Linked DNA regions of Hordeum vulgare: region 1 is linked to region 2. A link is a contact called in public HiChIP or PLAC-seq data. All regions are on one chromosome and are shown on one strand. Each heading gives the region's core, a stretch centred on a gene start, on an enhancer-like site or on the middle of the called end of the contact. The rest is flanking DNA. Distances are from core to core; before and after follow the strand shown.

Region 1 (5,093 bases), core at 1,469-3,968, 400 kb before region 2:
TCTCCCTTAGAGAGCGCTAGCTTCCTGGGAGGGCCCGGACGGTCTAAACTAAAGGGTGGTAACCCACTCGGAGCATTCGGGCAGACAATGTCCTGGCAATAGAACCAGGACGATTGCCAGTTCCTAACCGACTCGGATAGCTGAAGGGAGGGATAACTACTTTTCGTTTTCTTTGGAAATCCTAAACCCCCGCAGAGCTGGAGGATGTGTGTCTTATCATCAGACTGGCTAAGTTTCTTAACCGTTTGAGATCTAGCAGAGAAAACATATTTGAAGAGCCCCCAGTGGGGAGGACATCCTATGAAACACTCGCAGAGGGTGATGAATGCCGAAAGATGAGCTATCGCATTCGGCGGAAAGTGATGGAGCTGCGCCCCGAAGTAGTTCATAATACCTCGGAAGAAAGGATGGGGAGGCAGGGAGAAACCTCTGCCACGTGGCTGAGCAGCAGGACGCGCTCCCCCTCCATCGACACCGGCTCCATCTCGCCTTCCGGTAGCCTCCAAGACTTATCGACGACCATGTCGTGCTCCACCAGCTCCAGCACGTCGGTCTTCCTCACCGCGGAGGGGAGGAAGTCCCCCTGGATCCAGCCCGCCAGCAACGCCCGCTTCCGCCGCTGAGTGGAGGCCGCCCCCTTCTTCTTCTTCTTCACCTCAAGCTTGCTGGTCTGCCCCTTCGTCATGGCGAGGGCGACGGATCCGCAGAGGAGGAGGGGAAGGAGGTGGCTAGAGGTGTGCATGGAGTTGCGGGGAGGCGAGATCAATGGGAGGAAGACGAGCAGCGCAACAGGAAGGTCCGCCAGGAAGGCTTTAAAAGGTCTCCGACTGAATCACCTCCAGGTGGGCCCAAGATCTTATCCTCCCAACCGTCTGCTGCAAGATTAGTGGAGAAGATCGCGGCGCGGTAATCGAGGAGCCGAAATCTACTCGATGGCGATGACGTCATCCCCGCTGAGCGCGCGGTAACCGAAATTTGAGAATCCCGGAAATTCCGGCGCTGTGAGTATGACCGGTGTCGTCGAAAGATTCCGCGGAAGCAATAGGTCCCTCACGGTTCGTTTCGCTTGCATATTCACTCGGATCACTAGCCGCAAAGATAAAATGGATCGAGGCAGACAACACTAAGATCACCTCAATACCAGTCGGCTCCAAACTCCAGACATCACTTCATCGTTCCAGCCCCGATCCATTCGGGGACTAATGACGGGGTTATAGTCCCAGGGTAGGGTCATAGGTCTGCCCTATAGGTCCTACCCAAGGACTACCCTTCATAGGAGACAAGGCCCTTAGACAGTTCCGAGTGAACTAAGGACGCCCCCATCATCCAGTCGGCGACGGTCCACTCGGAGCATATCTAACGTGCCGACTGGAATCCACTATGTACATCGTAACCTCCTAGGAGGGCAATGGTCATACGTTTTCATACACCATAACTAGCATTTAAGGCTTACGTTACCAGTAACGCCAGCATTTACTCGCCACTACTCCACCCCTGTCCACCGGACCATTATGAAGGGCAGCGCACTCTATATAAGCCGCCCTTCACCACTGGTACAGGGGTTGGCACTTGCTGTAATCCCTTAATACACTCGACACAAAGCTCCCAAGAGCACTGAGACGTAGGACTTTTACCTCCACCGTAGAGGGGCCTGAACTCATACATCCTCGCCGTAGCTAAGGCTCTGCCCATATACTTTCGTACCCCGTACTTCTACTGTCAGACTTATACCCACGACAGTATCTCTTCGACAGAAATCAAGGCTTATCCATCTTCTCAAAATATCTCAAGCCGCTCTCCTCTTTCTCTTAGATCCATACATCTGGTAAGTCCTCGGGCACGAAGCGTCTTCCAGTCAAGCAGCCAACACACTTTTGCTGATTCTAGTAATTAGCAGCCATGGTTGTTCCTCATTTCTTGTAGCAAGCAACCCTTACTCCTCCCAGTACTCGGTTTTTGCAGCAAGCCATGACGCCCCAAGCTGTCAATTTGTGGATACGCGGTCACGCTGTTTGCGGTTGCTAGGAGCCACTAACGCGCCGTCAGGCCACACTGCCATGAAGCTCATAGCCGGTGCTACAAGGTCGGTGCTCGGCTACTATGGCCACCGGTGCTCTGCAACAATCGGGGGAGACCTCATGCGGCCGAGAGGCTCCTTCGAGCAGATCCGCAGATGAGTTTCTAAAACAACGACATTGTTGCGAAATGATGACACCAAAACTAGTGCAATTACGACAGAGCGGCAAGTTTTCGCAACATGGTCAGTGTTGCATTTTTTTGCAACGAATGTCTTGTTGCAGGAATACGACACAACGACGAGTTTCCGCAAATATGAACTTTGTTGTAAAAATATCTTCCGCAACAATACCTATGTTACAGAAAGACAAAGATTTATTTTTCCTACAACAAAACGATTATTTTTAAAACTCGACGGTTGTTACAGGAATTAATGGGTCCAAAGTTTATTTTTTTTACAACAAAACGATTGTTTGTGCAACTCGATCATTGTTTCAGAAATTATTAAACGTCCGGCCGAAGCCCCGCACGAGCAAATCGGATGGCTGGGCGCGTAGATCGGACAATCGTCGAGTGACAGTCGATGGTGCCTAGCAGCCTTTTTTTAAGCTCGTGTTTAAGAGGTGCAAAGCTGTTTTGTGGGCGAACTAACAAGACAAGACCCTCGCGCCCGATCCTTAGGGTTAGGGTTTTAGAAAACCCTGGCGTAGGGACAAAACCACGCGAATCCAACGGCCCAGCCCACCCCGAATCGCCTCAATCCCGACTCGACGCGTATCTCCGCGCCGTCCACTATAAAAATCCGGCAGCTCCGCATCGTCCCCCTCAGCTCCGCCTCCCTTCTGCTCTGCCCGCTTCTAACAAACGCACACACTCCCTCTCTCTCCGCGGCGCAGGTCGGAGGCTAAAACCCTAGACAGGCGACTATGACGGCGCCGGCGGACAAGGGGAAGAAGGCCAAGACCGACACCGACGTTGGCGAGGAGAACGAGCAGATCGACGGTGCCCTCGTCCTCTCCATCGAGAGGCTCCAGGAGATCCAGGACGAGCTCGAGAAGGTGAGCTGCCCCTCCCCCGATCTGATTTGTTGCGTCGTAAGTGTTGGGTTGGTTGCACAGCTGGGTTTCTCAGTTGGTTTATTGGACCGGGGTGATTTCGTCAAATTCGAGAGTACGTAATTTGGTGGAGGGGTTGCTGATTACTGTTTGGTAGACTTCTCCGCTACTCGTTGTCTTAGCTGCGCGGACTGGTGGTAGCAGCTGCACGGGATTACCGCAGGCCGTACTTGCTCAAAAGCTGTGATATTGCGAATTTTGTTGTTAGAACCTATATGAACTGAGGAGTGTATTCTATCGATTGATTCACGCGTGAGCTTCTGGCAAGTGAAATTTTAAATTTTAGAGTATTAAAAGGCACGCAAATTGTTTAGGAGGTTTCGTAGTGGACGGGCAATCAAGGGTTTATATGTAGGCTGTTTGAGGATTTATATCTATGCAGTAAACATTTTGAAATGCAAAAAATCATCTAATGTATTAATAAAATTCAATTTCCACGACTCCTCTTTTGGTTGGCATGTCCCAACTTAGTTAGTAAGATAACTCTAATAACCTAGTGGCTCAAGTTGGCGCCAGTTTGCAATTGAACTTCCCGGATGCAAGTGATTGAAGAAGTAAGTCTCGATTTTCATTTCTCGGCCCCATATTGGTTCCTGAGGTTGGTCTGCAAAGGCTGGATTCTAGATTGGCTACCACCCTCTCACAGCTCCATCTGGAGCTGCTAGTAACGAGTTTGAATTGTTTTGTCCAAATTTTGGATGTAAAAGTCAATTGATACTGGTAACTGGTTGGCTATAGAAAGTGTGCATGTTGCTTTCCTTGATTTAGACAATTACAATAAGCGTGAAGTTACTGTGCTTGCTTGTTTGCTGTCTTGCCACTACAGTATCTTATCGAATACACCAGACAGAAAGTGATTGACTTTTGTTTAGATGTCTTATTTGCTTCCCCAGCCAATTTTACTCACCAATTATTCCTTGACCAACTATTATTCAATTTCGCTTGGTTGGTAGAAACATAGTATGCTCATATTGGCCACAATGTGTACAGCTTGTTCTACAATCTCCTGGGCTAGGACATTGTGTTTGGTTTCCAGTGTTAACCGGGTTGTTGCCACTAGGATATGTAATCCTTAGTATACCTATTGTGCTTGACTGCAGTTTTTAAACGGCACTGGAAAATGAAAAAAAAGCATATCGTTCTTAGAAGTTGTGCAATATTACTCACTTAGAGCTATGGTTTAGCATCAAGAGGGGAGTTTTGTGACAGCACCACAAAGAATTGTTCAAATACCCGTGAGTGAGGCATAGCACTGATATGATGTCCCAAAGTCACCTTTCACGTTTTATGGTGCCTCAAGTCTATTAGGAAATGTTGAGTTCATCCATGATTATTTTAAAACTGCTCCTAGTTTCTTTTGTGTTTTAAGAGTTAGGCTGTCATGTAAAACCTTCTTTGTACATGCCCAAATGTGAAGTGGAGTTGCTTATGTTAATTTCATCCATTGCTAACAGGTTAATGAAGAAGCAAGTGATAAGGTTTTGGAGGTTGAGCAGAAGTACAGTGAGATTCGCAGACCTGTCTATCTTCGGAGGTGTGACATCATCAAAACAATTCCAGACTTTTGGCTGACAGCGGTATGCAGACTATTTATTACGCAATAACAGCTTTGATGTTTGTTGCAGCTGTCAATCAACATGTTCACATTCACATTCTTACGTATTATGTTATGTGCTGCTTGCAGTTTCTAAGTCATCCTCTCCTCAGTGAGCTTTTGACTGAAGAGGATCAAAAGGTATTTTATTTCTCTGACATGAAGTTGGTTTCTGTTTACTTGAAATATTATGTAACATAACATATAAGTTTTCATTTTGTCTGTTATAATAGATGTTCAAGTACTTGGAGTCTGTCGATGTGGATGATTCTAAAGATGTCAAGTCAGGCTACTCCATCACTCTTGTAAGTACCATTCCCTCTTGGTAATTATGATGCCTTAATTGCATCACTTGTGCCTAGGGCAAA
Region 2 (5,437 bases), core at 65-2,564:
TAGTTCATACCGATCGATAAATCTGCGAAACACACCGTATTATATAACTAGCGGATTTGGTTAGGTTAGTCCAAGTCGTACCTAATAGCTACAGCTTTAAAATATTACCCCTCCAAGTAGAACCATCTTGCATGGTCAACATTCATAACCACACGCATATTTTCAAGGATAATTCGAAGTTTTTTTGAAATTATCAGGATAATTCGAAGTGTTTATTCAGTTTACTAGACGGTCTGATGTTCCAGGATTTGTTGCCGTGGGAAAGAGCACCAGAGTTAGGGGATGCTACCTTTGTAACTCCAAATCTAGCCGAGGTCACCTTGACCACACGTTGGCTTACACGAGAGACGAGACAGATTGGCGGTTCTCTACCCAAGAAATTGGTACTCTAGCAGGACTAGGTGGTACCATATGTGAGACATGTCCTGAGACGACTTGAAAGAGACACAGGGCAAGACAATTTTTACCCTACTTACAAGAAACGACCCAGTGGAATTATAATGGAAAAATTATATATGATGTACTCTAAAATGAAAACACAGGACAAACTATGATCTACTCTAAAATGGAAGGAAACAAAACACTGTGGCTTGCCATATCTGCTAGCAAGATCGAATAGCAAACCGTACCTTAGCTGTGTACCACCTGAACAAAAGGGAGAGAAAAATATAGAGCTGTTTGCTCCTACCACATACTCATCATATATAACCGTGGATGTGGATAAACCCAATTGTAAACGAAATCCCACCGATTAAAGAAGAGGGGAAATGAGATCTAAGTAAGCTTATACGGCTGAATTCCCATAATCACAACATCCAGTGCAGAAACCTCAAAACAATCGATGAAGGGGGCGGGACTCTCTGAATCAAGAATCCATTCGCCAAGGGAATATGTATGGACAGTCGGACAAGAAACACGCAAGCAAACAAACAAGGAACGGAAAGGAAAGCAAGACGGAGCAGAGCACCAAATCCTGGAGGAGGTAAGAAGAGGCTGCTCAGGGAGAAGGGCGGGGAATCACCTAGGATCTATCTCAATGGAGGAGATGGAGGAGGAGACCCTGCTGTCTTTGCGCAGAGAGAGAGAAAGAGAGAGAGAGAGATTCTGTTTTGTTGGAGAGAGAGAGAGAGGGGGGTTGGAGGGAGAGAGATTCTGTTAGACAAGGAGGGAGGGCGCGTGTATATGGTATCAGGCCGATGGAGTCTGGTTGTATCCTCGTGGGTGCGCTACCGCTACGTCACATGACGGTGCCGGTTGGCCTCCCACACGGCGCTTTCTTTTCCACGCACGCACGCACCTAGTACCTGGCTCCGCTCGGCCCGCGGCGCAGCCGAGCTGGCTTAAATGACTGCCTGATTGGCCGATCTCCCTCTCATTGTTTGTATGGTGCACATTTCGTTGGGGTACGCTTCGCGAGGGCCCCCGCTATGGTGGATTCTTCTTCCTTCCCAGGAGTGTTTGCTTTTGTGCAAGTGTGACAGCACGTTGGGTAGGTAATTTGAGGCGGAAATTTGATGGCGATGTCTTCAGCATCTGCATCTGATTACTAGTCAAGTTTTTTTTTTTTTTTTTTTTTTTTTTTTTTTTTTTTGCGGGGGATGATTACTAGTAGTACGTACGAGTCAGGTTAAAGGCAGGCAAGTCATTGTTTTGATCCTAATTGTGTACAACGCCTATGAGATTTGACGTTTCACGAGTTTCTCAGGTTTGGGAACTCGAGGTCTAAGGACCATCCAACCAGTGAAGGATCTTGTGTTGTTGGTACTCATTTTTCATTCTACTTCCTTAACGAAGAAACATGATTTTTTTTTCTTGTTGTTGTTGAGGGGGAACGAAGAAACATGATTCGCAGAAGCTTCTATTACTGGTTTTAAATACAGGGCCATTAAGAAAAATATAATTTTTTAATCAATACTAGCACAAATGCCGTGCGTTGCAATGAGAGACATTGCCACATGGCTCATGCTTCAACTTATTTTCGTCCGTCCCGTTTACTCGTCCGAGTTTGTTATGAACATCTCCTTCCCCGTCTCTAGTGGATCATCATGTACCTAGGTAGCGAGCTTCTTCACTTTCATAAATGCAGCCTTCAGTTGAAATGTGATGTTTCGTCGTGTATGTTGTCTTCTTAGAAGGGATAGACGTAGAGCACGTAATATGGTCATTGCACACATAAAAATTTAATCAACTAGCTACAATTTTTTTTTCAATGCAAGCATGTCTTAGGAAGGAATATTTCTTCATTTCCCCTTTTAATTGCCCACCATATTTCTTAAGCATTCATTAGGGAATCTCGTCTCTTAATTATCCCACATGTAGTACTGATTCCTCCTTGTTTAATTGCCCACCATATTTATCCTTCATGTTTTATTTTCTTCTTCTTTCGAAGATCCTTCCTTGCTTCAATCCTACCTTTCTGGACACTCACTCGTTATCCTTCGATCACCATTTTTTTTCTTTTTTTTCTTATTTCGAAGATCCTTCCTTGCTTCAATACTTCCTTTCTGGGCACCCACTCGTTATCTTTCGATCATCAATTTCCAAGCCGACTTATTAAGGTGATTGATGACGGGTAACTTGAACATGTATATAAATTCATGGTTGTGTTTGCAAAAAGGCAAGGTGGTACTAATTGATAAGAAGAGCAACCGCGGCCAATCGCGGCTTGGCGGTCTCCTTTGCCCGACCGCCTCTCGCTCCTCTCGCTCTCTTCTCCCAGCGCCTACATCTAGCCGTGGCTCCACACTTCGGCACCGCTCCTCGCCTCCCCCACCACACACCTCGTGTAGTCGCCACTAGATGCCCCGGAGCCCGCAACCGCAGCCCCACACGTCGCGACCTGCACCTACCCGCCGCTGGCTGCGCGTGCAGCCATGGCCTCGCCTGCCGCCAGCGCCTCGCCGACCCCGCCACCTCCAGGAGCTCCGATCACCGCCGGCGCCTCCAGCAGGCCGGTGCCCCGCTGCCCTCTCCCTCTCCTTCACGTGCTCTCTCTCTCCCTCTCCTTCATGTGCTCTCTCTCCCTCTCCTCCTCCTCACTGCCCCATCTCTCTTTCTCTTTTCTTCCGGAGCTACCCCATGGAGCCATGGTCGCGCTCCGCGAGCTCCATCTCGCAGGACATCAAGCTGCCGCCGGATTTGGCTGGGAAATGGAGGGATCCGTCCATCTCCGACCTACGGTCGTCCCTGCCTCGTCGGAACGCTGCCCCACGACGCCACCGCGCCCCAGACCTCCTCTATGATCCCGCCATCGCGTTTGTCTGCTCCCTCTGATGGTGCCGGTCGAAGCCGAGCCGCCAACGCGCCAGAGACCCGCCGCCAATGGATCCGCGCAGCGAGGGGAGGAGGAGGAGGGGCGGCCGACGGATCCGCGCGGTGAGGGAAGGAGGAGGAGGGGGAGGGAGGGGAAGAGGAGCGTCGGAATGTGCCAGAGCGAAGCTGCCCAGGTTTTTTATTTATAAAAAGGTGAAACGTTTTTTCAACTAAGGACTGCAGGTTCAACAACCATAAAACAGGAAGGTGTTTTTGTAAAAACATCGCGACGGGTGAACAGGGAGATGCAATAGCTGCTTTATTATTAGGTAAAGATAAGGTCACTATCTTTTTTATCTAAAAGAAAAGTCACTGCCTTTTCATCATAAGAATCTATTTCACTTTTATCTCCTAAAATGTTGTTTATTAATGTAAACCTTGTATGCAACCATAGAAAAAATAGGTACCACAAGCCCACAACCATCATGCTATTTATTTGTTGGCTTTGTTTTCTTGCTATCTGGAAATGGGATAATGACCTTTTATACAAAAACGAAGGAGTATCTGATGACCCACAAGTATAGGGGATCAATCGTAGTCCCTTCGATAAGTAAGAGTGTCGAACCCAACGAGGAGCAGAATGATCTGACAAGTGGTTTTCAGCAAGGTAAAATCAGCACACACTGAAATTGTCGGTAACAAGTGATTGTGTGGTGAGATTATTCGTAGCCAGCAACAAGTAAAAAAAATAGCAACGGTGCAGCAAAGTGACCCAATCCCTTTTGTAGCAAGGGACAAGCCTGGACAAAGTCTTATAGGAGGAAAAACGCTCCTGAGGACACACGGGAATTTCTGTCATGCTAGTTTTCATCATGTTCATATGATTCGCGTTCGTTACTTTGATAGTTTGATATGTGGGTGGACCGGCGCTTGGGTACTGCCCTTACTTGGACAAGCATCCCATTTATGATTAACCCCTCTCGCAAGCATCCGCAACTACGAAAGAAGAATTAAGACAAAGTCTAACCATAGCATTAAACTAGTGGATCCAAATCAGCCCCTTACGAAGCAACGCATAAACTAGGGTTTAAGCTTCTGTCACTCTAGCAACCCATCATCTACTTATTACTTCCCAGTGCCTTCCTCTAGGCCCAAATAATAGTGAAGTGTTATGTAGTCGACGTTCACATAACACTACTAGAGGAAAAACAACATACAACACATCAAATTACCGAACGAATACCAAATTCACATGACTACTATTAGCATGACTTATCCCATGTCCTCAGGAACAAAAGTAACTACTCACAAAGCATAATCATATTCATGACCAGAGAGGTAATGAGTAGCATCAAGGATCTGAACATAAACTCTTCCACCAAGCAATCCAACTAGCATCAACTACAAAGAGTAATCAACACTACTAGCAACCGTACAAGTACCAATTGGAGTCGCGAGACGGATATTGGTTACAAGAGATGAACTAGGGTTTGGAGATGAGATGGTGATGATGAAGATGTTGATGGTGACGAGTCCCCTCCGATGAGAGGAGTGTTAGTGATGACGATGGCGACGATTTCCCCCTCCGGGAGGGAAGTTTCCCCGTCAGGATCGTCCTGCCAGACTTCTCTAGATTGGTTGTGCTCAAGTTCCGCCTCGTGGCGGCGGCGAATCCACGAAAAATCTCCTCCCTGATTTTTTCCTGGACGAAACCCTTCATATAGCAAAAGAGGGGGGCAAGTGGGCCAGCAGGGTGCCCACAAGCCCTCATGGCGCGGCCTGGGGGGGTGGCCGCGCCGTGCAGGCTTGTGGCCAACCCCTAGCGCCCCTCTAGCGCTTCTTCGGCCCAGTATTTTTATAAATCCGGAAAAAAATCCTCGTTGATTTTTACGGCGTTTGGAGTTGCGCAGAATAGGTATCTCAAACTTGCTCCACTTTTAGGCCGGAATTCCAGTTGCCGGCATTCGCCCTCTTCATGTAAACCTTGCAAAATAAGAGAGAAAAGGCATAAGAATTGTACCGTGAAGTGAAATAACAGCCCAAGAAGCGATAAATATCAACATGAAAACATGATGCAAAATGGACGTATCAGTATCTCGTACCAACAAGAGCATACAATACATAATGCGTGAACTTGGGTAGCTGTGACGCCCTCGGTTTAATGGTACGCTAATCATACACGCAA

Evidence for each region. HiChIP or PLAC-seq counts read pairs in DNA pulled down with a chosen protein or histone mark.
Region 1: a contact with region 2 is called in an H3K4me3 HiChIP or PLAC-seq map of embryo, with 6 times the contacts expected there. The contact joins the promoter of LOC123401337 here to the promoter of LOC123403510 in region 2. A contact is called at or near these places in 1 of 6 Hi-C or Micro-C datasets (leaf) and 1 of 1 datasets of contacts at active chromatin or transcription factors (embryo).

What each region holds. Positions count from the first base shown.
Region 1 is chr6H:315,176,730-315,181,822 of MorexV3_pseudomolecules_assembly, reverse strand. LOC123401337 (NAP1-related protein 2) reads left to right here and starts at 2,718. Exons shown (of 10, transcript XM_045095121.1): 1 at 2,718-3,074; 2 at 4,586-4,708; 3 at 4,816-4,866; 4 at 4,959-5,030. The coding sequence starts at 2,943.
Region 2 is chr6H:314,774,906-314,780,342 of MorexV3_pseudomolecules_assembly, reverse strand. It overlaps LOC123403510, which reads right to left and starts at 1,314. Exons shown (of 2, transcript XM_045097441.1): 1 at 1,022-1,314.